6 separate regions of the Mus musculus genome follow, and regions 1, 2, 3, 4 and 5 are each linked to region 6. The links are chromatin contacts, called in public Micro-C and promoter capture Hi-C maps. All regions are on one chromosome and are shown on one strand. Each heading gives the region's core, a stretch centred on a gene start, on an enhancer-like site or on the middle of the called end of the contact. The rest is flanking DNA. Distances are from core to core; before and after follow the strand shown.

Region 1 (4,380 bases), core at 182-2,681, 640 kb before region 6:
GGCTAGCTGCTACAAAATGGTCTGTCTAGATACTCTGGATGCACATGACCTTTAATAGTCATTAAGCCTCAGGTTACTTAGCTAACTCACACCTGAAGGGGACATGCTCTCCTGTGCTTAGACAACACACAGTACGCCTTATAACACGAACAGCCTTTGCTGTCCTTTGCCTCAGTGAAATCCCATAGGCTGCCTGCCTGCCTGCCTCACTCCCAGGCTACTGGACACTGTAGAAGTCTTTGATTTTGGTTGTTTTCCTTCTGCCCACTCCTTGTCATAATCTCATATCCCATCCTGGAGTGGATGGCCTTGCTGGCCATCACTGAATTCACTAACCAGCCAGTGGCTGGGAGGACTGCAAAAGGTTGTGTTCCCATGTGGCAGATCCTTCTCATACCACGCATGGTGAGAGCAGAGGGCAAGAAACCAGGTGTCTCAATGGTAGTACATCCTTCCTGCGCAGCACTCCAGCAGGGCCTGGTGGCTTCCATTCTTAATGCCCCCACCTCCCAACACACACACACACACACACACACACACACACACAGAGAGAGAGAGAGAGAGAGAGCAGCCCCAAGCTACTAAAGGCTGTCTGGCTTACCACTGTGGAGTATTGATTACTTCTCATTAGCTTATCTGCCACAGTAGAGGAATTGTCTCAGCATTTTTTTTTTTTTTTGAATCTGCAGGACCAGGACACTGCTTAGCCTTAGTTAAGATGGTGCCTCAGAAGCCAGGCAGCAGTGGCACACAGCTTTAATCCCAGTACTCGGGAGGCAGAGGCAGGTGGATCTCTGAGTTCGAGGCCAGCCTGGTCCACAGCCAGAGCAGCCAGTTTTACACAGTACTCCTTATAACACGAACTCCCTCTCAACAGCAAAAGGAATTAAGGCACTGGGGCAGGGGTGGGGAGGGCAGCTCTAGAGTGCTTACCTAGCTTCTATGACGTCCTGGGTTCAAGCCCCAGCAGGAAAGGAAAAAGTATTTAAGAGACTTTATTGGAAAAGATACAGGGAGCCAATACCAGTGAAACCCATCTGGAAACAAAAAACAAAACCAAAGACGCTGCCTAGGATACCAGGAGTCTACAGTCCTGTTGCCTCGCTGAGAAGAGGAATTCTGGAACTGGGATTTAGTTCATAAATTGGCTCTGTTTTGCTCCCCCCACCCCACCCCCAACTTCTCACAAGCTTTTCCTTAGCTGAGTGGTCTTAGAGCACAGGCCTTAGTGTGTCACTTAGCAACAAGATTTTCTCGATGCTCAGTTCTCAAATAGTCAAGTGAGCCATCAATCCCCAGCCTTCCCCTCTGCTTACCTTCAGCTCCCACCAGAGCCTCCTGTTAGACAATCGAGTGTGTGGCGGAGGGAGGGACCAAAGACGGGCGAAGTTTAATCATTGAACCGAGCAGCTGGAAGTATTTAGCCCAAGCACCCACCTCCCCGCCCAAACTAGAGGCGTGCAGCACTCCGCAGACAGAGAGTGTACTGAAGACTCGGCGCTCTCGGGAACAACCGCACTTGGGAACATGTTTGCAGTACACTTGGTGGCGTTTTACTTCACCAAGCTGAAGGAGGACCAGATCAAGAAGGTAAGGACTCTGAAGCTGAGGTGTCTGGCCCAGTCTACGCTGACAGACCCAACAGACTCCCTCTCAACAGCAAAAGGAATTAAGGCACTGGGGCAGGGGTGGGGAGGGCAGCTCTAGAGTGCTTACCTAGCTTCTATAACGTCCTGGGTTCAAGCCCCAGCAGGAAAGGAAAAAGTATTTAAGAGACTTTATTGGAAAAGATACAGGGAGCCAATACCAGTGAATGTCTCAGGGAGGAAGAGGTAGTAAGTGTCCCACATTGCTCATTGTCCCTCGTCCCGGCTTTCAGTCAGAGCCTCTTGGCAAATATGGGAAATTGGAAGTCTTCAAAAAGTTCTAGGAACTTTGTGCCCAATTCAGGGCCATTTAGGGGCAAGGCCACGACGAAGGTGAGTCGTTTATAAAGAAAGAGATCTTTTTGTTTGTTTGTTTGGTTGGTTTTTCGAGACAGGGTTTCTTTGTATAGCCCTGGCTGTCCTGGAACTCACTTTGTAGACCAGGGTGGCCTCGAACTCAGAAATCTGCCTGCTTCTGCCTCCCAAGTGCTAAGATTAAAGGCGTGTGCCACCACGCCCGGCTAGAAAGAGAACTTTTAAAAGTGCATCCGATTATTCATGTGTTTGAAATCAAATGGAAATAAAGGCACCAAGAGAAAACCTGGGGTTTATTTTATGATTTTGACACAGGGTCTTATATGGCCCACTCTGGTCTGAGACTACAATCTCAGTCTCCCAAGTGCCTGGAATTACAACCTACTCGGCATGGCTGGCATGTACATTTTAACACAGTTGTAATTTTCAGCATGTCCTATTGTCCTATTAATAGGTCAGAGTTTTTTGGCTACTTTGCCCCAGCTACAAAATCAAGATGGGCTCTAGTTGACTGATGAGACCAGGATTATCTCCTGGCAGCTAAAATGAGTGCAGCCTGTGTCCCTGGTCACACTCACTGGCTGCTGACAGCTGCAAGGAGGAGGATGTAGCATCTCCATTGACAACAGGAGTCCTCTGGGCAACCAGACTCTGCCAAGGTCACCCGGGCACTAACAGTACACTGAAACTGGCAGATGCCTCCTCTAGCCTTCTAAATGCTTTTCAAACTTTGAAAGAAGAAGTATGGCCCCCTTGTAGCCCCTTCTTTGCTAGTGGGTAAACGCCGCCTGTCTGCAGTCCATGAGAGCCAGGGCAAGCCGGAGAGTAGAAACCCATTTGCTTTGACAGCTTTTCATTCTGTCATTTGTTGGACTAGATTCCCAGAACCCCCTCTGCTGACTGCTTGAGGGGTGTAAAGTCCTTTGCAGCCCTGTTTCAGAACTCATTGCTGTTTCTCCCAGCTGGGCGGAGAGGCCAGCCCTAAGGATAATCTTTGAGACTGAAACCTTTAGTTTGCAGTCACTTCATCCCCCCGACTCCGTACAGTGGCTCACCTTTTGTTCTAGCCTGGGATAAGGCTGGAGCATGTTTGTCCACCAGCCCAGGAACAGGTTCAAACAAGGCATTCCAGAGCCTCTGTCAATACCTGGGTTGAGTTCCTCCCCTCACGGTGAAAAGCAAGAAAGTCATGAATCCCCCAAGCCTAATCAAGGGCCCAGCAGGTCTCTTGGGCTTGTGAGTAGACTGGTTTGTAGCCAGTCTGACTCACAGCTTGGAGGACATTCCTCCACAGGCCAAAAACAGCTCGTCTAAAGGCAAAGTGTGTTGTCTGTGTGGTAATTCAGTGGTTCCTGTCCGACGGTTTACACGCTTCCTGCCCCTGGAGTTGTCAAGGTCCTGGGATGCTTGCCTTCCAAGATTATTCATTAGACCCTTGCACTGTGTTTGGAAATCTCAGAATGACAGGAAGTCAAAAAGAAGGCCACTGTCTGACATTCGTTTCCAGTTCAATATATTGATGTATTTGACCTATTGATAAAGCTGGGTTGCACCTGGTCATTGACTCTCAGAGATGGTTCATTCATAAGAACAAGGCAGACGGGGCCTTCAGTGTGTGTGTGTGTGTGTGTGTGTGTGTGTGTGTGTGTGTGTGTGTTCACAGTTTAGTATGTCAACATTGCAAAGTTATGTGTGTGTTTGTGTGTGTGTGTGTGTTCACAGTGTCAACATTGCAAAGTTATGGGGATGTTTACTTGAACACACCTTTAATTTCCCTCAAGTCCCAAGCCCTCTTGTGTGCTCTGTAGGCAGCCTTGCACTCTGCTCCTGGTGTGCTTTTATGATTAGGTTGGCACGAATTCTGCATCAGCTCTGATTGCTTCTGTACATATGTCTCCATCATCTCCGTGATTAACTTTCAATGTCTTCCTCGGAGCACACCAAGTACGTGTGCCCTGTGGCATTCCAGTTTCCCCTCTTGTTGGTTATGAGGGAATGTTCAAAACACTCTTTCCAACCACTAAAATATTACAATATTAAAACAATAATATTCAGGTTCTCCCCTGAAATTGCTTCCTGATTTAACCCAGCATACAAACTGAATTCCCTCGATGGGGAAAAAATTGCTACAACAAACAGTGGCCTATATTTATTATTCTCCCTACTTGGGATAATTTTCTGAGAATAAAATGTCAGAAGTGAAATCAGGAGGTCAAAGTGTGGAAGCTGTTTTATGACTCTGCTCCTAATATGTGTGAGACCTTTGAACTGAGTGATCCTTCAGGTCCCCTCAGGCTCCTTCCGTCTATAACTGAGCAGCCTTGAGCTTCAAGGCTTATCATCTGTCCCTCGAAAGCTTGCCAGGTCTTCTATTCCCATTTGGTTGGAGGACTCTAAGGAAGAGGGCCTGGGCTCCTGC
Region 2 (4,543 bases), core at 1,893-4,392, 560 kb before region 6:
AAACCAACGAAACAACCAACCAACCAAAAATAACTCATGCGTGAGGCCTGGAAAGATGACTCAGTGGTAAAGGTTGCTGCCTGCTCTAGCAGAGGTCCTGGGTTCAATTCCCAGCACCCACATGGTAGCTCACAAACATCTGTAACTCCAGTTCCAGGGGATCTGATGTTCTCTTCTGACCTCCTTGAGCATCAGAAACATGCATCACACACACACACACACACACACACACACACACACAATATATATATATATATATATATATATGCAAAATATTCATATAAAACCCCTAAAAAATTAAAAATAAACCCAGGCATAGTAGTGCACACCTTTAATCCCAGAACTAGCTAGACAGAGGTAGGCAAATCTCCATGAGTTCAAGGCCAGCCTGGTTTATATAGAGAGTTCCAGGCCTACCAGAGCTACATAGTAAGACCCTGTTTTAAAAACAAACAAATAATAATAATAATAAAAAAGACAAGAAACCTTTGTGAGGTGGTCTAGGGCTCAACTGAGAGAAGACACAACACTGCTGTAGTGTTGGCTCCAGGGAACTGCCTGATGGGAGCAGATAAGACCAGGCCTCCGGGAGACAGTCACCCATATCAGGGAGGCAGTCTTGACTCAGAGTTGCTTATCTGGCCCAGGCTGCCTGAGGTGGTGGGGTAGGATGGACAGAGTGCTGGCTAGGCATCAGAACTGGGGTTGAGTCCCGGCTCCAAATTCTACCGCAACCTGCCACTGGGCAAGATGGCCCACCAGCTGTGCATCCTACGCTGCCTTGCCTGTAGAGAAGAGCCCTGGTCCCCGTTTGCATGGACTCTGAGCACTGTCCGAGTGTGCCCTGTGGAGGTGCTGGGGCCTGGGAGGCCAGGGTGAGTGACTGAGGTCATGGGAGGCCAGCTTAGGCAGGAAGGCCAGACATGCCTTCCTGTGGTGAAGGGAACTTGGACAGGTATAGATGAACGGGGAAGGGTAGGCGAGCAAAGGGGTATGAGCGGTGCCACAGTGGAATGGACCTGTGCAGTCTGAGGAGAGAGGGAAATAGCCCTGTTGTGACCAGGGGCCAGGGAAGAGATACACTCAAAGAGTAGGGTCAGCTACAGGGCCAACATGTTTAAATCGGCTCCATCAGGGCCCAGAAGGGACTGCAGGCAGGGACATAACACAATTAAGGTTGCTTTTCAGGGAGAGTGCCGTGGCCTGCAGCTCAGAATGGCTTGGATGGCTGGTAGCCAACAACCAGAAAGCCACCTTAAATGTTCTTGTAATATTTCTAGCTAGACAGGCGAAAAACTGGGGTGGTAATGGTATTGGGAGCGGCAGTGAGTCTGACTTAGAGATGTGAATTAGGAAATAATGCTAAGCCTTAGTGCCTCTGTGTGTGTGTGTGTGTGTGTACTGAGTCACCTTGGTACAGGGGTTGGGGGAAGGGATAGCAGAGGTGCCTACCTGCCTATAAGTTTGGCCAGCTTTTTCCCAATTCTGGTTTGTTGGGTAAGGGTTGTATGGGGACAGATTATAGTGATAGCTGAAGGCTGAGTGAGGGGGCCGTGAGTCTAACACGGGGAGCAGAGAGATGGCCCATTCAACCTACAGAGCTCTGAGAAAACAAAACAACCCTCCATCCTCAAAGATGTCCCAGCCTTGAGAGCTGGCTGGCAGAACTACATTTGCAGAGTCGAATGCAGCTTAGAAGAACCATTTTGTCCTGACACTGGTGGCCATGTTGGTAGCGTTCGCCTGTGCATATGTGTGTGTGTGTGTGTTAGTTTGAGATTTATGTGGGCCTCAAATGCTAATCTTTTTGAGGGGAGATCCTATTAGGAAAATAATTTAAATACAACAGTTAGGCCCTCCCTGGGCCTGGAAATGGCGATATACAGGTTGCGCCCCCCCCCCCAAACTTTAACCTGTAGGCTCCCAAGTTCATTCTATGAGAGTACTTCCCACTTAATTTGTTAGACACAAGTGTTTATGCTCTTTCACAAAAATCATGGGGTGTAGACATCAGTAGTTACAGCTCCATCTTAGGGGTAAAGAAGTGACTGAGGACACATCTGCACCTGCCATTGGGCAGGGTGGGGATGTGTCCTGGATAGAGGTATCAGGTCTACCACCTCTTTCTCAGTGGGCAGTGGTGGCTGGAAGGGTCCTGGGGTACTTGAGGGGTGTTCCAGGCATGGGCTCCTAGCCCCCCAGGTGTGGGCTAGAAGTTAGCCTCTATAGTTCCCTCAGGACAGATGCTGCAGCCCTGGTCATGGGAACATGGCCTGCAAGGGAAGCTTAAGTAAGAGACACTGCATACAACGGCCAGGTCACCAGCACTGAAGCTAAGAAAACCCTGCCCGACTCCTGAGCAGCAACTGTAACGCATTGCCTCAGACTCCTCACCTGTAGAATCAGAGCCACTTCTGTATGTCAGAGTTCTTACTTGTCATAAGGTACAAATACGATTTCCCCTCAACCTGAGTCCTGAACAGTACCCCCAACCTCCCAGAACCCGGATGCCCAAGAGCTAGAGAAGGGTGGGAGGATCGGGACAGGCTGGGAATAGGCCAAAATTCCCACTCGGGGACCATGAGCTCTTACATGATGTCACAGGGGCAGGCGCTTTGGGTTTCGCTATGTGAACTCTGACAGGCTGTGGTGGGACTCCGAGCATCATCCTTAGATTTTGGATCCTCGATGGCAGGCAGGCACAGGGACCCAGTGCAAGATCTGTGAAGCCGCCTAGTTTCGGCTTCCGCTCTCTTTCCACGCCCACTTGTGTGCTTCCCCAACAGGGAGGATGGGAGGGGTGGGGGACGAGCCCTAATCTCCGAGGAAGGGGTGTGGCTCCGTTCGCGTTCTCCAGTTTGTGGTGTCCTGGATCTGTCCTCTGGTCCCCTCCAGATCGTGTCCCACACCCCACCCACTCTGGCTTGGCACTGTGCCACCACGCGTGACCGCGCGCTCCTTACGTGGGGAACGTGCAGGGTGATGCCTCCTTTCCGGCGCGGGAGGGAGCGGCCGTCATTCTCCTGCTCTGGCTGGGAAGCCCCAGCCATAGCGCGGCAGTGGCGCCTTGTAGCCAATGGGGACTGAGGAGGTGGGCCGGCTGGCGGTTGTCACCCTCCCGGGGACGGGAGCTCGGAGGTCTGGAGAGAGCAGGCAGACGCCCCGCCCAGGGACTGAGGGGGAGGAGCCAAGGGAGGAGGAGGTGGAGTCGCGGATCCGCCGCTGGAGGACCACTGCTCACCAGGGCTACTGAGGAGCCACTGGCCCCACACCTGCTTCTCCGCATCCCCCACCGTCAACATGATCGCCGCGCAACTACTGGCATATTACTTCACCGAGCTGAAGGATGACCAAGTCAAAAAGGTGAGCCCCGCCGGCGCCGCCCTGGCCACAGCCTTGCATTCCCGCATCCGCTCGCCACCGCCTGCATCCTCCCCCCGGCCTCTCCCGGCTAGACAGCATCTAGTTGGACTACAGGGTGCAGGCGACAGGCCTCATGCTGGGATTCACCCGGGCATTGTGGGCATGCGGGCGTGCTTGTGGTTTGAGGAGCTGGGCGGCCGGCTGAAGACCCCCCCCCTTCCTCCCACGGCTGGATTGCATACTGCAGTGTCCTTGAAAAGGACCATGGATGTCAGATGGGTACCCGCACGCAGTGCCGGGCTGAGACCTGTCTAGGTGGGGACCAGCTGGCCTGTCTATAGGCCTGTTTTGAAAGGTCCACGCGCGCCGTGGGCGGGGAAGGTGTGATCGCCGAGATAGGCTGGGGAGGTGAGTGAGCAGCTGGCGGGGGTGCTGGCTGGAAGCCAGGCATCCCATATTTGGGGTTCCCATTTGGAGAATACGATGCCCTCCTGAAACTGTCACTGGGCTCCCCCAGCTGTTGCAGCTGCTCCTTACTCTGAGGACGGGGTGACCCGCCTGGCTTTCCGGTGAGGGGAGGGGAGCAGAGGCCACCGGAAACTTTGCTCATAGGCCTCAGGTCGAGAACCGCACGTCTGAATGGAATTTTTTCTTCCTCTAAACCTGTAATTTCCAGGCAGTCTCAGCCTAGGAGCTCAAATAAGACACTTTAGTCACTTGAAGAGCTCGGAGGGGTTGGCATTCGTTCCTTGTGACTTGTGAGTTCTTGCACATGGACGCTGGGTCCTAGGGGTGATGTTCATCTAGTATAAAGTGCCGTCTGCTGGTGGGTCTTAAAGATGTACCTCACTTTTCTGCCACCATCAGTAAGACGGGATGTTTTTTTCCTGAGATAGACTAAGTTGGTTAGGAAAACACCTAGGACATTTTTATTTGTGCTATGGGTATGCCTTACCTACCCTAGGATAGGTTAATAGCATCATCACCCTGACAGACACTGGGACAAGAGGTACTATCTACAGGTGAGAGGCGGCAGTGACTAGGCTCTGTCCTTTCCTGGCCTGAGACTTCTCATCCTGCACCTTCAGAAGCAGTCTTACCGGGGACTGTGACCTCCTGAAGGTCACACAGCTGGTTAGAGGTGGAGTCTGGGCGGGGCTCTGACCCTCCTCCCACTCGA
Region 3 (4,432 bases), core at 1,424-3,923, 790 kb before region 6:
CAGAAGCTTGAGTGGTGGGGTCCTCTAGCTGTACTAGAGATTCTGCGCAGGGCTCTTAGAACAGGCTTGGGAGGAAAGTCAGAACCACGCACTGTCATTTTGGTTTTTTTTTAATTTTTCTTAATTGTTTGGATCAACTAAGACCTTCATTTTAGTATGGTCCTTACCTCCTAACTGGCCTTTACCTGGCATTAAAGGGCTCTGATAACCAATCAGCTCCCGGTAGCTGAAGCAGTGCCCTTTTTTCTATTTAAATTCAGTTTTCCCCTTGAACTCTGACCAGATGGCTCATCCTCTGTGCTCAGGATTTGTTGGGTTTTGTTTTTCTTGTTTTCTTTGTTGATAACTGTAGCTTGTAAGAAATGTGGGCATGGTTTAATGAAGCATGTCACTGTTGGGATAAAAGAGTTTGCCAGTTCAAGATGATGAAAGGACATACTGGCTCTGCTTGCAGGAGGAAAGGCTAAAAGACATTTTGAATTAATGGGTTACCCTATAGAAAAATGATCTGTCATAAACCAAACAGTGAAGGGGAAGAAGGGAAGAATTCCAATTGACACAATTTAAATGAAACATGACTTTTCAAACAAATGAAGTTTCTTTTGGATTGCAGAAACTAAGCAATATTTATATGTATAATTCAACTATTATTTGGTTTAAATGGGCTTGTTGGGAAATGTTATCATTTTTACTATTTTCTACAGAGAAAATATTTTCCACTTTATCAAATAAATCTGGACTTTGAAATTACAGCCTGTTTTTATGTTCCAGCTGTCTATGTATGTTTTCCTGAAACTGTACATAAAATGTTTTTACATTAAAATGAATTGCTGTATAAAGTACTGCATTATGCCATAATAAAGATACCGATGCTTTATATTTAGTTCTTGGTGGCTTTTATTTTATAGCAGTGACTGCTAGGTCTGTAAATCTAGTAGCTTGGCTTGCCTTTTGTGTATACTGCATTAAAGCAGATCAGGTTATAACGGGGAGTTAGCCTTGGCTAAATTGTCATAAAAATGAACGCAATCCTATGTTAACATACCTTCACTGTCTTCAGACACACCAGAAGAGGGCATCGGATCCCCCATTACAGATGGTTGTGAGCCACCGTGTGGTTGCTGGGGTTTGAACTCAGGACCTCTTGGAAGAGCAGTCACTGCCATCCCCCCAGCCCTTCAGTGGGCCATTTTCTACAGGTTCATTTCTTGAATCATCCATTCAAGTTTTGTGAATTGCTCTCTTCCCCTAACATCCTATGTTTACCTTTCAATATGTATGTACATACATTTTAAGACTTAAAATAATTTTACATTTAATAAATGTTTTCAAGACAGATCTCACTGTGTATCTCTGGCTGTCTTGGAACTATGTAGACTTGTAGCACAACCAATTCTGAGCTTATCCCTGACCAGCTTACAAATAAGTGAGACTCACACTATGGTTATTTTATTTGGCTTTGACAATTACTGGGGGATAATCTCTAATCTATTTTTCCAACTGCTGACCTGGCTTCTTTCCCAGCAGTGTTCCCCCAAGTAATTGCTGTTTCTCCTGCCGTGTGCTCATGGTCCATCTCTCCTGGCTCTTGTTCTACTCTCTCCAATGCTCAACAAGGAAACCCACCTACCTCTGATCCCTGCAGTTATTAGCTGTAGCCTTTGTTGTTTGTTTTTGTTATTTCGAGACAGGATTTCTGTGTAGCCCTGGCTGTCCTGAACTTTGTAGACCAGGCTAGCCTTGTACTCAGAAATCCGCCTGCTTCTGCCTCCCCAGTGCTGGGATTAAAAGCGTGTGCCACCACGCCCGGCAGCTGTAGCCATTTTTTTTTTTTTTTTTTTTTTTTGGTTTTTCGAGACAGGGTTTCTCTGTATAGCCCTGGCTGTCCTGGAGCTCACTTTGTAGACCAGGCTGGCCTCGAACTCAGAAATCCGCCTGCCTCTGCCTCCCGAGTGCTGGGATTAAAGGCGTGCGCCACCACGCCCGGCTAGCTGTAGCCATTTTTATTTAACCAAATTAAGTTTTAAATTAAGGAATAAAGTTTGTACAACAAAAGCTGGTAAGCATGAGAATTTAATCATAGGCTACAGAATTTAGCATTACAATACATATCAACACTGGCCCCTGTGTCAGCCTGCAGATAATTGGCACCATGCCTAGCTCAGAGCCTTTATAGAATTTTCAGGGACTGGGCGGTGGTGGTGTGAGGTGGCTCTAGTAAGTAAAGGCTGCGGAGGCTGAGCCTGAGGATCTGAATTTGATCCCTGAGACCTGGGTACCTGGGTTGTAGTTTCCTACAACTATAATTTTTAACTGTGATAGCGTAATACATTAGTGGTGAAAGATTCTTGCCTATGAACTTGAGCAGTTATCGAAAGATGTTAGTGTTAAATTTCATTTAAGCTAGGGATTGACTTTACGATAGGCTAGTACCTTACCCCTAAGAATCATTCTGATTCTGAACATTTTTGTATAAACTACATTTTGGGATGAAGCAGGAGAAGCCATACTGCTCAAGGGTAGCAGCGGAAGGCTCTGTATTCCCTGACAGCTTCGTTTCCTTGACGACGGCTGTTGTGGCGACCAGAACATCCTCCCATTGGCTGCTGCCGAGCGTCTAGCGCTCCCCTCTACCGACTTCATTGGTCGGCGCTCCACAGTCACGACACGTCGTAAATGAAGTGTCGCAACGCGGAGGCCTCCAGTGGCTGCTGGTCCACGGACGGGGAGGCGGCCGTCAGCTCAGGCCGCGATGGCGAACGCTCCGGGGCCAGAGATCCGCGAGAAGTTCCAGGCAGCGCTGGCCCTGTCGCGGGTGGAGCTGCACAAGAACCCGGAGAAGGAGCCGTACAAGTCCAAGTACGGCGCGCGCGCGCTGTTGGAGGAGGTGCGCGCGCTGCTGGGCCCGGCGCCCGAGGACGAGGACGAGCCGGCTGCTGACGATGGGCCGGGCGACCAGGCCTTGGGCGCGGGTGAGCCCCGGGAGGCTGAGGGCCCCGGAGCGCAGCGGGCGCTGCGCCTCGCGGTGGTCGAGTTCCACCTTGGTGTGAACCACATCGACACGGAGGAACTGTCTGCCGGCGAGGAGCATCTGGTCAGGTGCCTGTCGTTGCTGCGCCCCTACCGCCTGTCGCTCGGCTGTGTGTCTCTCTACATCCAGGCGCAGGTGAGATGCTGAGGCGGGAGTTCTGCATCCAAAACGCTCCTCCTGGCTGCGCACGTCTCTCAGTTGGTTCAGTCCCCAGCATTGCACAACACCCGGCCTGAAATTCCAGTACTAGGGAGGCTGCGGCAGGAGGATTGCTTTGGGTTCTTGGCTAGCCTGGGTTTCATAGCGAAGTTTAGTCCCTTTTAATTTGTCATAACACCTACCCTCCATCTGCCTACCAACTCCCTCTGAGTTCTCGCCGCCTACTCCAGCCTCACTTGCTACTTTCCGTAATCCTGGGCAGAAAACCTAAGCGTCCGAATCAGCGCCTCCCAACCCAATGACAAGCTTAGTTTCATTCTGTGAAGAAATAATCCAACGGGATTCGAATGGAATGAACAGGACAAGGGATCGCAAGAATGATCCAATCTTAAATGTTGTTGTTGTTAATGGCCAAAATCTTAAAACTTTATTCTTTACCACATTCATCTTGTTTGCTCAGCAAGGAATTCGTACCTTTTCCTTAAACTGTCTCGACAACCTTTTAATAACTTTTTATTTTTTGTTTGTGTTTAGACATCCATTTGTGTCTGCAATGCTTAACTTCGACTGTCTTCACCTCCTGAGTGCTAGGACCCCCTCCCCCTTTTCCTTTCAGAGTCTTGTAGCCCAGGCTGCCTTTAACCCATGATCCCCCCACCTCAGCCTCCCTGCTGAGGTTATCGGAACTCTTGTTTGGACTAACTCTATCTGGTCCAAACTGATCTCACCTTCCATCCTTTACATTTTTATAAGCAGCAAGTGCGACTTTCTGCTCTGGAGAACATAACATTTCAAAATTCAAATAGTGGGTAGAGTTTTCCAGGCCCTTGGGTGTAGCTCAGTGGTACAGCATTTACCTAGTGCTCCAGGTTTCATCTCCACACTATGGGGGAAAAAAGACAGATAATGTCGGACTCTGTTGTGCCAGGTTACTTTCTTAGGGTTATAGATGGTTTCATCCTCCAGTCCAGATATGTGTACCAGGGAATATTTACTAAGCTTGATTGTTGGGTAGGTAGGCCTTTCAGGAAAGTCTCAAAACTTAGAAGAAAATGGTATGCCATATTCTTTTATGATGGCTCAATAAAATTAAAAGCCAAATACTAACAGGCACTGCCTGTCCCTTTTGCTCACAGCTCCAGCAGGTGGCACAGATAGGGATATTTTCCATGTTTGTTTGGGAGCTAAAGACATTAGTAAGGGGTTCAGTTCAAGCAACACTTCAGTGTGATGGTGGTGCAC
Region 4 (4,770 bases), core at 1,254-3,753, 640 kb after region 6:
TTTTTTATTATATGTAAGTACACTGTAGCTGTCTTCAGACACTCCAGAAGGAGTCAGATCTCGTTACAGATGGTTGTGAGCCACCATGTGGTTGCTGGGATTTGAACTCTGGACCTTCGGAAGAGCAGTCGGGTGCTCTTACCCACTGAGCCATCTCACCAGCCCCCGGGGGTATTCTTAAGTATTAAATAATTCTACATGCATCTGGCAGCTAAGGAGAGGGCTGGAGACAGTACCTCTGATCTGAAGAAGTCCTAAAAGAGGGAACTTATGTAACTCTTAAGAGCAGGCATTGGAAGGGCGTGTGTCAACCAGGGGTTATTTCAGGGGATCTGGATGGAGGAGAGAGGTACCTGGGGCTTTTGGTTGTATAAGGGTGATGAAGGCCCAACAACCTGCCAGATCTCTTTAGGGTCTTAACTGCTGTGAGAGGGAGACTGGGTGCTGTCACGGGATGCAGAGGAGGTAAAATGTCCCATCTCGGACACACTAGGTGGAGATAAGAATGCCATTGCTAACCACACCCTCATTTGAGTATCAGCATTCACAAGGGGGCAAAGTTGGCTGTCACTGCTGTCACTGTGCTGTCACCTGCTCCAGCACTTCAGTGTAGTCATTCCTATTTGAAAGGTCAATTCGGGGTTTTTTTTTCCCCCAACCTAGTGTGAAGGGTGACCTTTGTGACCTTGGGGGTCCTTCCACTTGAATTGTAGTGCTTGCCAGCTTTGCTTCTGAAAAAAACATTTCTGCCCAGTATTTATACCATTTGCCCTCTGTTTATTTCTTTTGGGGAAGTGAAGGCTGGGGTGGTATTATTTCCATTAACCAAGTTGACATGCTTTTTTCATTCAGACATCTTTAACCTTGATGGGAAAATCAAGTTTCCAACACAGAAAAGAGACCAAGGGCCAACCCCTTGCTCACTCAGTGAACATAACACAAGTTAAAGTCATCTCAGAGGAGGGAATATTGATTAAGAAAATGCCTCTATGAGATTCAGGCTATAGGCAAACCTGTAGGGCATTTTCTTAATTAGGGATTGATGGGGGAGGTCGCAGCCCACTGTGGGTGGTGCTATCCCTGGGTTGGTGGTCCTGGGTTCTATAAGCAAGCCAGCCATGAGGAGCAGGGCAGTAAGCAGCACTCCTTCATGGCCTCTGCATCAGCTCCTGCCTTCAGGTTTTGCCCTGTTTGAGCTCCTGTCCTGACTTCTTTTGTTGATGAACAGTGCTCTGGACGTGTAAGCCAAATAAACCCTTTCTTCCCCATATTTCTTTGGTCATGGTGTTTCATCACAGCAATAGAAACCCTAAAACAGTAAAATCTCAAAGCTCTTCCTTTAAAGACCCAGGTTAGGTGGTTGCTCAGATTAGTCTTGTCTGCAGACACTGGCTGGAAGTGACCAATTGTGTCCAGAATGCAAGGGTTGGGGTGGGGAATAGGGTCTTATTTTGAAGCCCCGGTTGGCTTCAAAATTGCCTCAGGAATTACAGGAACAAACCACCACACCAGGTTCAAGTTAATTATTTCAAGCATTTATTTTTATTTATGTGTAAGCGTGTGTGTGTGTGTGTGTGTGTTTATGGCCTCAGAGGCCAGAAGACAATGTCAGAGTCCATGGACCGGGAGTGGTGTTTGGGAGCCATCTTAAGTGGGTGCTGGGACCCAGCCTCACTGAGCCCTCCCTCCCCAATCACTTCACATAACCAGCTTTTTATGGGTATAATTTCAGTACTTGGGAGCCTAAAGCAGGAAGATTGATTCAAGTTCAAGGCCAGTTTATAGCTTACACGACAGAGTGAGACCCTGTCTCAAACACTAACCAGCCCCTAAACTGTTGAGTGTAGTGGCTGGCAGGAAGATTGTGAGTTCAAAGTTATCCTAAGATACAGGACCAGTTTGGGGCCAGCATGACCTAAGTCAGAACTTGGATCAAAACAAAGAATTGTTAAGAGAGATGTCACCTTAGATTTTTGGAAGGCTGTGATGAGGCGGGAGAAAACCTAGATCAAAGCCTTTGACTGCCCTACAGAAAGACCTCAAAGCCAGTCTCGGCAACTTAGTATAAAAAGCCTGCATCACAAAACAACAACAAACAACAATAGCAACAAAAGACAAACACAAAGAGTAGCCTGAAGAAGTTGTAAACTCACAGGGCCAGCTGCTGGCGAAAGGTGAGACCCCTAGACACCCTATCTGGCTTAGACACAGTCCCTACCCGGCCAGCAGGCGGCGCGCACGCCCACACGGCTCTGGGCGCCCCGAACCTTGGCGCCGAGCCTCTCAACCCTGGCGCCATTACTTAGCCCTGGCCACAAACTCTCGCCTGAGTTCCCCCGACACCACAGCCCGGACCCAGCAGTAGGCGGGCGGAGGGCTGCGGGGCGAGCCGAGCCCAGCGCGGCGTCGGACGTGCGCGCGCCCGACAGCGGCAAGGGCGCGCACGGCCCGGGCTCCTGGAGGCGGGCGGGTACCCCAAGGCCATTTCCGGGAGGGGCGGGGCCGGGGGCGGCGCACCTCCAATCTCTGCGGCGGCGGCGGAAGGGGGAACCCGGGTCCCGTGGCCAGCGAGTGAGTCGCTCGCAGAACCGAGGCGCGTGAGGTGGGCGGCGGCCAGCGGAGCCTCTGCGGGGAAAGAAGGAGCCGGGTCCACAGCCTGAGGAGGTGGAGCTGCCGCGGCGGGCTGGACCCGGCGGGAGCAGTGGGGAGCCGAGAGGAGCTGGAGGGATCCGGGCCCGGGCTGAGGGGAGAGGAGGGAGGCCGAGCTGTGGTTGGGGAGCCGAGAGGGAATTGGGTTGTGGGGAGCTGCGCGGAGGGAACCGGGCTGTGGGGAGCTGCGCTGAGGGAGGCAGGTCTGTGGTTCATGGAGAGCTGGGCTGAGGGGAGCGCGGCTGAGGAAAGCAGGGCCCGAGCTGAGAGGGAGCCGGGCTGAGGGAGAGCTGGGCTGAGGGGAGCGCGGCTGAGGAAAGCGGGGCCCGAGCTGAGAGGGAGCCGGGCTGAGGGAGAGCTGGGCTGAGGGGAGCGGGGCCCGGGCTGAGGGGGAGCAGGGACCGGGCTGAGGGGAGCAAGGGTTCAGGCTGAGAGGGTCCTGGGCTGAGGGGAGCGGGGCCCGAGCTGAGAGGGAGCCGGGCTGAGGGAGAGCCGGGCTGAGGGAAGCGGTGCCCGGGCTGAGGGAAGCAGGGCTCAGGCTGAAAGGGAGTGGGCTGAGAGGAAGCTGAGCTGAGGGGTGCAGGTCCGTGGCACAGGGAGAGGTGGGATGAGGGAAGCGGGGCCCAGACTGAGGGGAGCAGCGCCTGGGCTGAGGGGGAGCCGGGCTGAGAAGGAGCAAACTGAGGGGTGCGGGCCCCAGACTGAGGGGAGCAGGGTCGGGGCTGCGGGGTCGGGGCTGAGGGGAGCGGGGCCCAGGCTGAGGGGAGCAGGGCCCAGGCTGAGAGGGTCCTGGGCTTAAGGGAGTCAGGCTAAGAGGGGGCGGGCTGAGGGGAGCCGGGCCTGGTCTGAGGGGGCTGGGTCCGGGCTGATGGGGAGCCGAGCTGCGGGGTGTGGGTTCCCGACTGCTGTGGGGCGTCGGAGAGACCCAGGCTCGAGTCTGTGGCCGGGGCTGAGTAGTGGCGCCAGGCTACAGGGGCGCGGGGGAAAGGCAGGCCGGGCTGGAGGAGTCCCGGGTCCCGCTGTGCCGAGAGGCGGCGGCGCTGCCGTGGGCCCGGGGAAGGGGCGTGTCCCCGCGTGCACGCCGCGGGCTCCACTGCTCCGGGGTGCCGGGGTCGGCTGGAGCGCTGCCAAAGCCGGCAGGGGGATCCCGCGGAGGGGCAGCGCCGGCCGGGCTGCCGAGTAAACAGCTGCGTTTCCCCTTTGCAGACGCAGAGGCAGGGCAGCCCCGGGGAGGGAGCCGGCTGCAGAGGAAGATGCCCGGAACCGACCTCCTCAAGCTGGTGAGTCGGATCCTTTCTCTCTCGCTCAGAAGGCTCTGAGTCATGGGACCGCTTCCCCTCCGATGCCTTGCTTTTGCTCAAAGCTCAGCATTCGCTGCCACTTTTTTCTTTTTGTTTTGTTTGCTTTGGAAACTGGCGTGAATGCTCGGGGTGAATAAATGGATGAATACGGTGGATGCAGAACTTAGAAATTCCCTGAGGATCTTTCTACAGCCCTTGCTCACGGCTTTTCTCTCTTTCTTCTCCTACCACTAGAGCAATTGCTTTTGTTTTGTTTCTGAAACAATGGCTGCCTCTGGAACTCAGGGTGGCCTGGAACTTAGCAGGTACACTTGGCCTTGAACTTTTAGTCATTTCCCTCTACCTCCTAGTGCTGGGATTTTTTTGTTTGTTTGTTTGGGTTCTTTTGGTTGGTTCTTGGAGATGGAGGGCTCATTATGTAGTCCAGGCTAGCCTGTAACTTGCTATGTAGATCAGGCTGGCCTAGAATTCTAAGAGGGTTGCTTGCCTCTGCCTCCTGAGTGCTGGGATTAATGAGCTTGTTTTCTTTTTGAGGCAGAAGCTCTTAGTGTAGCCTAGGATGGCCTTGAACTAGCAATCCTTCAACCTTCTCAGTGCACCATCATGCTGGGCTCTTGGAGACAGCATATCACTACAGGATGTCTGAGAACACCTTAGGAAGCTGGAGCTGACCTTGAAGTCTGTATAGTGCAGATGAAAGACAGGAATACTTGCTTAGTCTTCACAGCCTAATGAAAAGTCTACTGAAAATAGATTCTTGTCCCAAATTTTATGAATTCTCAGTAGGTAATAGCCTTATTAACTTCAAATTTTTATTACA
Region 5 (4,615 bases), core at 2,113-4,612, 670 kb before region 6:
CCATTATGGAGAAAAGTTTACCTAACTCTGGGAATCAAAGGGTCAAAGGGACCAGACTGGAGAAGGCAATACTGAAAACGAGCCTCTTTGAGTTGAGCACAGGGAGGAGGAGATAGGCCCAGGAATGTACGTGCTTATATGGCTGGAGAACTCTTGTTCTAGGAAGAAAGGAGGGAGAGTAGGCTTATAGACAAAAGACAGAGGATAAAACTTACTGGAACTGTCAGTATTATCCCAGGGAAGGGATTAATACTGCTCATGTAACAGGTGAGGAGGGTAATGGGTTGCTCCCTGAAAAGCAATGTGATATACCCCAGGTTGCCTTCTGGTTGTCACTAAGTCAAAGACCAGCTCTCCTATCCTTGAGACAGACAACAAGAGAACTCTGTATACTTCTCCTCCCCTTCACCCACTCTCTGAAAGCCCTTTCTCTATCCACCCCTCAATGGTGACTCCCTGGCCTTAGTCCCTGTGGACAGTGAAATCGCCAAAGAACAGCTTTCCAATAAACCTGCCTTTACTATAATCTGGATTGATTTGGCTCATTTCACCGGCAGAGAAATAACCTATCAGAACTAAGGTGATTTATCAGATCCTGAGAGTCTTCAGAAAACGAGTTCACCAAGATGTGGTGATGCATGCCTTTAATCCTAGCACTTGGGAGGCAGAGGCAGATGGGATCTTTGTGAGTTTGAAGCCAGCCTGATCTACAAAGTGAGTTCCAGGACAGCCAGGGCTACAAAAGTGAAACCCTGTCTCAAAAAACAAAACAAAACAACAGAAAACCTAAACAAAAAGAAGAGAAAGTAAGAAAAGAAAGGTGTAGTCTCCCCTCCCCCAGCCTGAAACCTGCTTGCTCAGGGGTGGAGCTTCCCGCTCAATCGTTCTGCCACGCTCACTGCTGGAACGTGCGGCTTTGCTGTTTGGAGCCACACACGTGATCACCCTGCTACTGGACCCCGAGATTATTTGGCGGGAATTGGGCCCCCTTCCCCTGCTTTATAACTGAGTGCCGAAATAGTAAAAATTGAATCTTGAGCAGAGAGCTTTGTCTTGGTTCCTTCCTTATCTCGCGCAGCCCAGCCCCTCTTCTCTTCCAGGTTTCCAAAATGCCTTTCCAGGCTAGAACCCAGTTTGTGATCTACTGGCCAGACACAACAGAAAGGTTCTGAGGTTTTCATTTGTAAAGGTTGATGGTTGAGCATTAACAAAGATCATCGCTGTTCACCTTGGCCTCTGCTCCCCTCCCTTGCACATTCAACGCTTTATCTGCAAAGAAGGAACAACTTTGTGGAGGGACAGGCAAGAAAAGGTCTGGGGAGGGTTCTTCCCTGTAGTGAGTCTGGAAGCAGACTTGGGGTGGTCTAATGAGAAGCAGAGGGTTTAGGATGGATGCGCTGTCCTAGCTGGAGGCCTGGATGATGAACTTGAAGGTAGAATCTGAGTACTGGAATATGGGCGTGACTGCTTCATCAGGGTTCTAGTGGATGAGGTAAATGGAGCCTGGTTACAAAAACAGGTAGTGGAGTCTGAGGAGCTGAAGGCGGGTGGACTTTATCTCGGGACTAGGGGCTGACAATTTTTGTTTTTTATTTTTTACTTTTAGATTATTTTATGTGTATGAGTGTTTTGTCTTCATGTGTGCCTGCACTACAGGTGCGGGAACTTGAGGATGTGGTGAGCCTCCATGTGGGAATCAAACCTGCGTTCTTTCAACAAGTGCTCTTAACACACTGAGCCAACACTCCAGCTCAACATTTTTTTTAATTTAATTTTTAAATTTTATATACATTGGTGCTTTGACTGCATGTCTGTGTGAGGGGGTACAGAAGATACAGACAGTTGGGAGCCCAAGTCTCTACAAGAGCAGCTAGTGCTCTTAACCACGGAACCATCATCTCTCCAGCCCAAGGACAAAGTCTTAACCCAGGTGTTAGGCTCCAGCTCGCTACAGCCCCACCCCCACCGATGGTGCCGAAACCGAGTTCCAGGTAGCCACAGCCCTTCTCCTGAATGATCACCAGGCACTTGAGTCATGACCTTACATGGGGAAAAAAAAGCCAGCTCTTGTCTGACACACAACCTTTCCCCTTGCTCAGGACTCTTAAGAATCGTCCATCATGGGTCCTTGGTCCAAGAGCTGCACCAATAAACCTGACCTTGTTCGTTTGCCAAATGAACCAAACCCATGAGCCTCTCACCAAGGAGGGTTCTCAAGGAGGCCTACCCATATTATTACTGCAGACTCTGCGGATAGAATAAGTGCAGTTGAGATCGAAAGACCCTCGATCAATTTCAGAGAAGGAAGGCCATTCGAGTTCAGGGTCCGAACTTTGAGGGTTTTGACTTAGCACCAGATGGTTTTAGAGCTTTGACTCCGAAGCCATATCCCGCAACTCATTTTCTGAAATCAGAAAACTTGTCAAGAAGGGATAGAGACAGAGGATTGACCGATGGCGCGGGTTGGAATGAGGACCACCAGACACCGAACGAACGAAGTTGTTACTGGGTCCAATTTTCTAAAAACCGAACGGCTCCTGAACTCAGAAACTAGATGGTGTTGGGGACCTCTCGGCAGAGGACTGAGGGAACGTCGCCACACATGGCTTCCCTCCTAGTGTTTGGCCGGCCAAGAACTGAATGGTCACGCCCAGACGGAACGAACAGAGGCACCTCTTTCCTTACAACTCGGGTGGGACCGAGTGCTGTAGTAGATAGGAGTAAGATCAAACTTTAACCAGGTACACAGAGCATACTTTGTGGTTATAACTTTCGAGATGCGAGGAGTACAAACTGCTCACGTTAACTGAATTCTGCAGCTCATGGTGGAGCACATGCCTAGCTTGCTCATGGCCCCTACATGGAGCCCTAGCACCAAGGAGAGAAGCACGTGTATTGACACACGTGTCACGTAAGCGCCAGTTATCGTACAACCGGATTTCTCTGCAACCCGTCTTGATCTGTAGCAGATCAAGCTACGTCCTCTAACGTTATCCTATCAGGAAACTACGGATATTAATGCACCAATCTTCTTGGAAATGCACTTTAGCGTTTGAAGCCACATGATGCAGGATAGACAGTTTGGTCACATGACGACGCTTGTACGGTTCCCTTCCGCGCATCTGTAACATCCCTTAAGATGCCTGATTACTTTCCCTTCTTTCGAGAAAGACGCTGCCAATTGCCGCAGAAAGAGTGAGAGGATGGGAGCTCGTTTCTGCCACTGTAACGTACAGAGGTCGTGCTCCCACGAAGAGGCGCGCTCCCAACCCTTCCATCTCCTTTTCCTTCAGGCGCACGCGGGGGCAGCCCTGTGTCTCTCTGGGTCCTTTCGCTCCGCGGGCGCCGGAGCTACGTCACCGAGCGGCGCCAGTGGTCCGGATTTTCCCCGGCTCCATTCGAGCCGCGGCCTCAATGTCCTTGCCTCGGTGTACCTTGCTGTGGGCTCGGCTCCCGGCGGGGCGCGGGGCTGGGCCCCGGGCGGCCCCTTGCTCCGCCCTTCGCGCTCTCGTGGGGTCGTTCCCGGGGGCTTCAGGACGCGTTCCCTGCTTGGCCGCCTCCTCCTCTGCCTCTGGTGGCTCCAAAGCCCCGAACACGTCCTTGTTCGTGCCGCTGACGGTGAAGCCTCAGGGTCCCAGCGCCGATGGCGACGTGGGCGCGGAGCTCACTCGGCCTCTAGACAAGAGTGAGTGCTGGAGCCTCCCGGCAGAGCGGCAGGGTCTGCAGCCTGGGCCTACATAGTGCAATGTCTGTTCCTTTTTGGAGCCCTTAGCACCCGAGCCTAAGTCATATTTAGTCTCTTCTGTAGTTGACATTGACCGTTCTCTTCGGTCGAGGAGGTTAAGAGTTTTGTCCCTAAGTGGTGCGCCGCTTGTGCTCCTAGAGTCCTCATGGAGGGATTAAACAGTGAGGACTTGCCATTGACCTGATGTGGATGTCTAACGATGTTAAAATTCCATCTGGTTGCCAAGACAACGGGTCTCAGATCCGGATTTCTCAATAAATTTACTCTCCCACGAGACAGACCTGAATTTAAATACAAGATAAAAGTTGATAAAACTGTCTTTGCCAAAAAGTAGTATCGTCCCAGGTTCCAGAGATGAATAAAAAAAAAACCTTTAGCATCACTGGGTTGAAGTGAGTTTTGTCCTACCTGCATTTGGGTGAGCTTGACAATGGGAGGGTGAAAGGTTTCTTTTCACCAAATGACATTCTTAGAGACTGAAAGAAAACCACATTTCTTTTAGGCACAAGCTGTCTTCCTGGCTCTTCAACAAGCAATATTGATGCTTCCTATTGTGACTTTAAAATATAGGCTTCATGTTGGGAGTCAGAGGCAGAGGATGGCAAGTTCAATACCAGCCTGGGCTACAGAATGAGTTCAAAACAGGCTTGGAAAACTTAAGAGAGGTCCTATTTCAAAATAAAAAAATTAAACAAGGTTTCTCTGTGTGGCTTTGGCTGTCCTGGAATGTGCTCTGTAGACCAGGCTGGCCTCAGACTCACAGAGATAGGCCTGTGTCTGCCTGCCGAGTCCCTGGATCAAAGGCCTGGGCTACCTGCACCTCCAGGCAGCAGAGTGTTCTTTTTTAATGTGCTTGAAGATATAACCCTG
Region 6 (4,402 bases), core at 1,873-4,372:
GGTCAGAGAAGTACCTCTGCAAGACCGTTGGGCTCTAACCTTGGAGTGAGGCCTTGCTCAATCTTGAAAGTGTCAACTTTCCCAGACATGTCGGGTTTGTTTACTCGTGAGTCTGCTGATGAGCCCCCTCCCCAGCATCCCCTGCTCGGCCTTTGAAAAGAATGTTTCCCTTGGCAGGAAACTGCTCTAAACAATAAGAGTAGATACCTCTCAGTGGTGGATTTCTGGTTCTGTGTTGAAAGCGCCTAATAACATGAGCAGTTGAACTCCATCTGCACATTGGAAGTTGTACATCTGTCCCCTATATTTCCTGAAATATTTGGAGCTGATAAAGACTGTATTGGCTGGCTATCTCCTCATGAAAGCTTTGCCTGTGGTTTGCTGGGTGGCCTCAGCTGGGCCATTGCATCTATTCATGTTTTGATTTATGAAGTTTTGATTCTGCTGCTAAACACAGTGCATTATGGAGTTGATGACCACACACACACACACACACACACACACACACACACACAGACTCTCACACTCCGAGTGACTGTATCATTTAGAGTTGGTCCCTAACTTTCCATTTCTCAGCTTTACTGTGGCCTGAGAGAAATACATTCAGTAGAAGTCATTCCTGGAGTTTTGAATCTCCATTTCTGTACCAGTGATGTGTGGCGGTGCACATCTTTGGGATGCTGGGAGGAGTGAGGAGCCATTACTCCCAACCAGCCAGGTGAGCCGGGCACGAAAGGTTACCACTATGCCACCGTGCAGTGTGCTCAGCCTTAAGGTCTTACTTGGCTTACACTGGGTTCACAGGGATGTAACCCCATCTTAAGTGGGGTTCTATATTTGCAGAAACTGCCAGAATGAAACAGGAGGTTCTTGAGTAGCCCTTCTCAGCTGCGTCCTTTCTCTGGATAGTACATAATCAAATACTAGTTGAGACAAGTTGCAGAGTAGCCACACACATCCAGCCGGTGACCCCTGAATTTGGGAACAGAAGGATCAAGAGTTCAAGGTCCTCCTCCCTGCCTATGTAGCAAGTACAAGGCTGGCCTGAGCTACATGAGACTATGTCAAAAGAAAGGAAAGAAGAGAAAAAGGAAGTTGGGCATGGTGACACAAGTTTTGATCCCAGTTGGGCAGAGGAAGGCAGATCTCTGTGGCTTTTGAGGCCACCCTGGTCTACATGTCAATCTCTAAGCCAGCCAGGGCTACATGGTCCTTGTCTCCAATATAAAGGGTAGAAAGGAAGAAGAAAGAATGAAATGAAATAAAAATTAATCACATTAAAATGGCTCTTTTTTTTTTTTTTTTTTTTTTTTTGAAACAGGGTCTCCAGACTGGCTTTGAATTCACTTGCCTCTACCTCCCAAGTGCTAGGATTAAAGGCATGTGCCACCATGCCTAGCCACATATATCACTTTTAATAGAAATTATAGAGAATGTGACTATTATGTGCCAATGAATAATTCACTACATTTCTGTGAAGTTGGCTGATTGGGGCCAGGGAGCAATGGTCAAGTTCTCCTACAAGGTGCTAGAACTATCCTGAATGCTGGCCTGAAGTTTTTTTTTTGTTTTTTGATTTTTTTTTTGTTTGTTTGTTTTTTACTTTTACTAAGAAAGATGGGCACTCCCTCTAGGAATGTGCAGAAATGCCACCAAGAGACATCTCAGGCGGCCATTTGAAATCCTTTAAACACACATCTCTGCAAAGAGGTGGGCTTCTGGCCTGGCAAAGACTTCCAAAACAATAGACAGGAGGGTCATCCCCAGAGAGCATCAAGGGCTTCTGCAGGAGCCTCAGGGCTGGCTGTCCTCTCTCTCATACTGTGGGGTCCCCATTATGGGAGATACGTTTACAGCAGAATGAACCATGCATGGTTTGCAGGGAGAGCAAAAGACATGGCTGGTTCTCAGCAAAACACTCAAGCTTAAAATACACATTCTCAATGGAAAGCACTGGTCTATAAATGCCAGCGGCCCGCCTGATAAAATGGCGAGGGTGGTTGAGTAGCTAACTTCTCTCCACCCAGGCAATCACAGGTCTTCGGTGACCCCCAAAGTCCCCCACTGTGTACATAGATACAAGTACAGTTAGTTTGTGGCAGCGAGCACACATACAAAAGGTCACGGGTTTGGGCAAAGTCCATTCGCTCAATGCTAAAGATCTCGGCTTCACATTTTTTATTTTTTATTTTTTATTTTTTTTTTGCAGAAATCAAAAGGTTTCCTCCCAGAGTCCTCTGATTCATGCAGGAAAAAATCTGAGGCACCATGGACCGTCCATTCAACTGAATGCTTACGGTGACTGGCCCTAGAGCCATGTGCCCTTGACAGGGTTCACAGTACAAAAGACAACGTGGTTTTTCATCAGGGACCAAACAACTACACGCGCCCAGTGTCACCTGATACTGTCCACTGCACCGCCATCACAATGAATTTTCCAGAAACTAATACAAAAAATTGCTTCTTTAGACACTCTCTTTGTGCTTAACCTCAATAACCGTCGGGAGATGGCAAATTAACGCAATCCAATTTTTAAATGATGCCGGGGCACATGGTCTTCATCCACCAGGAAGCACATCTGGATCTCCATCACTACTAGCGAATCACCAGAATAAATTCTCGGTTCCTTCGGCGCCGTGCGCGACACAGTAACGTGTTTGGTAATTTCAGATCAGGGCTGCATCCAACGTGGCTTGCTTTTTTTTTTTTTCGTTCACCTTCTCATCCCGTAATGGGCAGATGAACGCCCACACCTCTTTCGCCCAGCAAAGGTGGGTCGAGCTATCTGGAGCCTGTGGCTGGTGACCACAAGGCCTCCGTGCCGGGCTCTAGGGAAGCGGTGTCCTCGCAGCCGACAGCTCCGCGAACTGGCCCTGTGGTTCCACTGCAGAAGGACAATAGCTCATCAAGCCCCACGAAAGCCCCCGGACCCGTCGCGGAGCCTGGGCTGGCGGGGGATGAGGCTGAGCGACTCCTCCTAGAGGTGGTTATGTGGAGAAGGAGCAATCCCTTCTCCCTCCTCCTCCTCCCCCCGCTACTATCCGCGGCCCGGAGAACTGCCGCTTGCCGCCATTGACACGCACAGATACAACCCCAAGAAAGGCAGGGTCCTGCCCAGCACCGGCGGCACGCGGGCCGAACCTGCGGCCGGGATTGGCGCGCACTAGGCCACCGGGCGCCCGGAGCCCGCGGTGCAGCACCAGGTGAGCCCGCCATGCCCATGGCATCATTGTTTCGGGGGGCGCCGGGGGTCTGGAAACAAAACCCTCTTGTCCGGGCAGTGCAGGGGCCGAAGGGAGCCACGGCGCCTCCCCGCTGCAGCCCTGAGGGCGCACCCCGGTCACCGACCCACCTCTGCCACAGAAATTAATAAATCGATCTGCCCAACTTGCTTCCTCGGGAGATAAAAGGGGGGTTTGCCGAAGACGCCGCGCGATGCCCGCCGCTGGCGAGGGGCCGGGGCACCCTGGGCCAAGCAGGGAGGATGCCGAAATGCGGGGTCCCGCGGCCAGGCTGGCGGTGCCGGGAGCCCTGGATGCGGAGCTCGGGGAGCGGGGGAGGGAGGAGGGAGGCGCCCGGGCGCCGAGGGAACCGGGAGGGGGACGCTGGCTCGCAAGGGCCGAGGGCGCGCGACCAGGGCCTCCGGGGTGCCGAGCTGGGCGCGGGGCTGACAATGGAGGAGGACGCAGAGACGCCGGGGCGGCGCGGGCGCGGAGCCGGGATGCTGCGGGAGCCGCGGGCGGAGGAGGACTTGAGGCCGAGCACTCCCCTCGGGTTCCCTTTCCGGGGCGATCGGTGCTTCCACCGGCAAATGGCGGCCCCTGAGCGGCTCGCCCTACCGGTCCCAGCTGCTTAATTTGCGCGGGAAAATAACAAAAATAATAGTAACAATATCAAGAAGAGGGGGATCAAAGTCAAGTCAGGGAAAGGCGGCAGCCGCTGCCGCGGGTAGAAATCAGCCCTGCCTCCCCGGTTGCCAGAGCGCCATCCAGGTGCACCGCTTTCCAGCCCCGCTAGCCTAGGATGGCTCCCCAGAGTGGCTTTCCACGCCTTTCCTCATGGGGGCGCCCTTAGCTCCTGCCCTCTTTGTTCCTCTCAACAATGGCCAAAGGGGCATCGAACCCCACCCCCGCCACCAAACGCCAATTGAACCTCCTTCTTCACGAGTTCAGCATTACTGATGGTGCCTGGGCTTCAAATGAGCCACGGGTGGGCCTGATTTAGGCCTGGCCATTACTGCAGCGTTTGGGCCGTGGTTCTCTTGGGATGAGGAAAGTGGGAAAGGGGCCAGTGAAAAAAACCAAAGAGTGGACGCACTCATTGGGAACTGGGCTCAGGTTGCCCAGACTGGAGCAACTGAAGCAGTTCTCCAGGTGAGCTGGCTTCAGGGGAAATCACAGCA

Evidence for each region. Promoter capture Hi-C pulls out the DNA fragments that hold promoters and counts their contacts. Hi-C and Micro-C count contacts between places; a contact is called where the count stands out from the background.
Region 1: a promoter capture Hi-C map of hippocampal neurons shows a contact between it and region 6, with 4 times the contacts expected there. The contact joins the promoter of Hkdc1 here to the promoter of Macroh2a2 in region 6. A contact is called at or near these places in 7 of 39 promoter capture datasets (the 3T3-L1 cell line, cranial neural crest, embryonic stem cells and 4 more), 2 of 115 datasets of contacts at active chromatin or transcription factors (embryonic stem cells and stem cell-derived neural progenitor cells) and 1 of 9 other capture datasets (embryonic stem cells).
Region 2: a Micro-C map of embryonic stem cells shows a contact between it and region 6, with 4 times the contacts expected there. The contact joins the promoter of Hk1os here to the promoter of Macroh2a2 in region 6. A contact is called at or near these places in 4 of 39 promoter capture datasets (cranial neural crest, embryonic stem cells, liver and 1 more), 2 of 484 Hi-C or Micro-C datasets (both in embryonic stem cells) and 5 of 115 datasets of contacts at active chromatin or transcription factors (differentiating embryonic stem cells, embryonic stem cells, neural tube and 2 more).
Region 3: a Micro-C map of embryonic stem cells shows a contact between it and region 6, with 8 times the contacts expected there. The contact joins the promoter of Kifbp here to the promoter of Macroh2a2 in region 6. A contact is called at or near these places in 1 of 39 promoter capture datasets (cranial neural crest) and 1 of 484 Hi-C or Micro-C datasets (embryonic stem cells).
Region 4: a contact with region 6 is called in a Micro-C map of embryonic stem cells, with 7 times the contacts expected there. The contact joins the promoter of Sgpl1 here to the promoter of Macroh2a2 in region 6. A contact is called at or near these places in 3 of 39 promoter capture datasets (embryonic stem cells and hippocampal neurons) and 3 of 484 Hi-C or Micro-C datasets (all in embryonic stem cells).
Region 5: a promoter capture Hi-C map of embryonic stem cells shows a contact between it and region 6, with 2.3 times the contacts expected there. The contact joins the promoter of Supv3l1 here to the promoter of Macroh2a2 in region 6. A contact is called at or near these places in 10 of 39 promoter capture datasets (the 3T3-L1 cell line, 3T3-L1-derived adipocytes, cranial neural crest and 5 more), 2 of 484 Hi-C or Micro-C datasets (both in embryonic stem cells) and 2 of 115 datasets of contacts at active chromatin or transcription factors (astrocytes and stem cell-derived neural progenitor cells).

The regions. Positions count from the first base shown.
Region 1 is chr10:62,419,508-62,423,887 of GRCm38.p6, reverse strand. It overlaps Hkdc1 (hexokinase domain containing 1), which reads left to right and starts at 1,431. Exons shown (of 18, transcript NM_145419.1): 1 at 1,431-1,590. The coding sequence starts at 1,528. It overlaps Gm30322 (a long non-coding RNA gene), which reads right to left and starts at 1,382. Exons shown (of 3, transcript XR_380484.3): 1 at 1,317-1,382.
Region 2 is chr10:62,338,833-62,343,375 of GRCm38.p6, reverse strand. Hk1os (hexokinase 1, opposite strand) reads right to left here and starts at 3,142. Exons shown (of 3, transcript NR_168630.1): 1 at 2,964-3,142. It overlaps Hk1 (hexokinase 1), which reads left to right and starts at 2,955. Exons shown (of 18, transcript NM_001146100.1): 1 at 2,955-3,363. The coding sequence starts at 3,301.
Region 3 is chr10:62,576,698-62,581,129 of GRCm38.p6, reverse strand. Kifbp (kinesin family binding protein) reads left to right here and starts at 2,673. Exons shown (of 7, transcript NM_028197.2): 1 at 2,673-3,166. The coding sequence starts at 2,753. It overlaps Ddx21 (DExD box helicase 21), which reads left to right. Exons shown (of 15, transcript NM_019553.2): 15 at 1-883.
Region 4 is chr10:61,145,417-61,150,186 of GRCm38.p6, reverse strand. Sgpl1 (sphingosine phosphate lyase 1) reads left to right here and starts at 2,503. Exons shown (of 15, transcript NM_009163.4): 1 at 2,503-2,664; 2 at 3,856-3,929. The coding sequence starts at 3,903.
Region 5 is chr10:62,448,485-62,453,099 of GRCm38.p6, reverse strand. Supv3l1 (suppressor of var1, 3-like 1 (S. cerevisiae)) reads left to right here and starts at 3,362. Exons shown (of 15, transcript NM_181423.3): 1 at 3,362-3,685. The coding sequence starts at 3,415. It overlaps 4930507D05Rik (RIKEN cDNA 4930507D05 gene), which reads right to left and starts at 3,940. Exons shown (of 1, transcript NR_027926.1): 1 at 1,747-3,940.
Region 6 is chr10:61,782,584-61,786,985 of GRCm38.p6, reverse strand. Macroh2a2 (macroH2A.2 histone) reads left to right here and starts at 3,122. Exons shown (of 9, transcript NM_207000.2): 1 at 3,122-3,203. It overlaps Gm2137 (basic proline-rich protein), which reads right to left. Exons shown (of 3, transcript XM_006514419.2): 2 at 3,353-3,835; 3 at 2,164-2,884. The coding sequence ends at 2,714.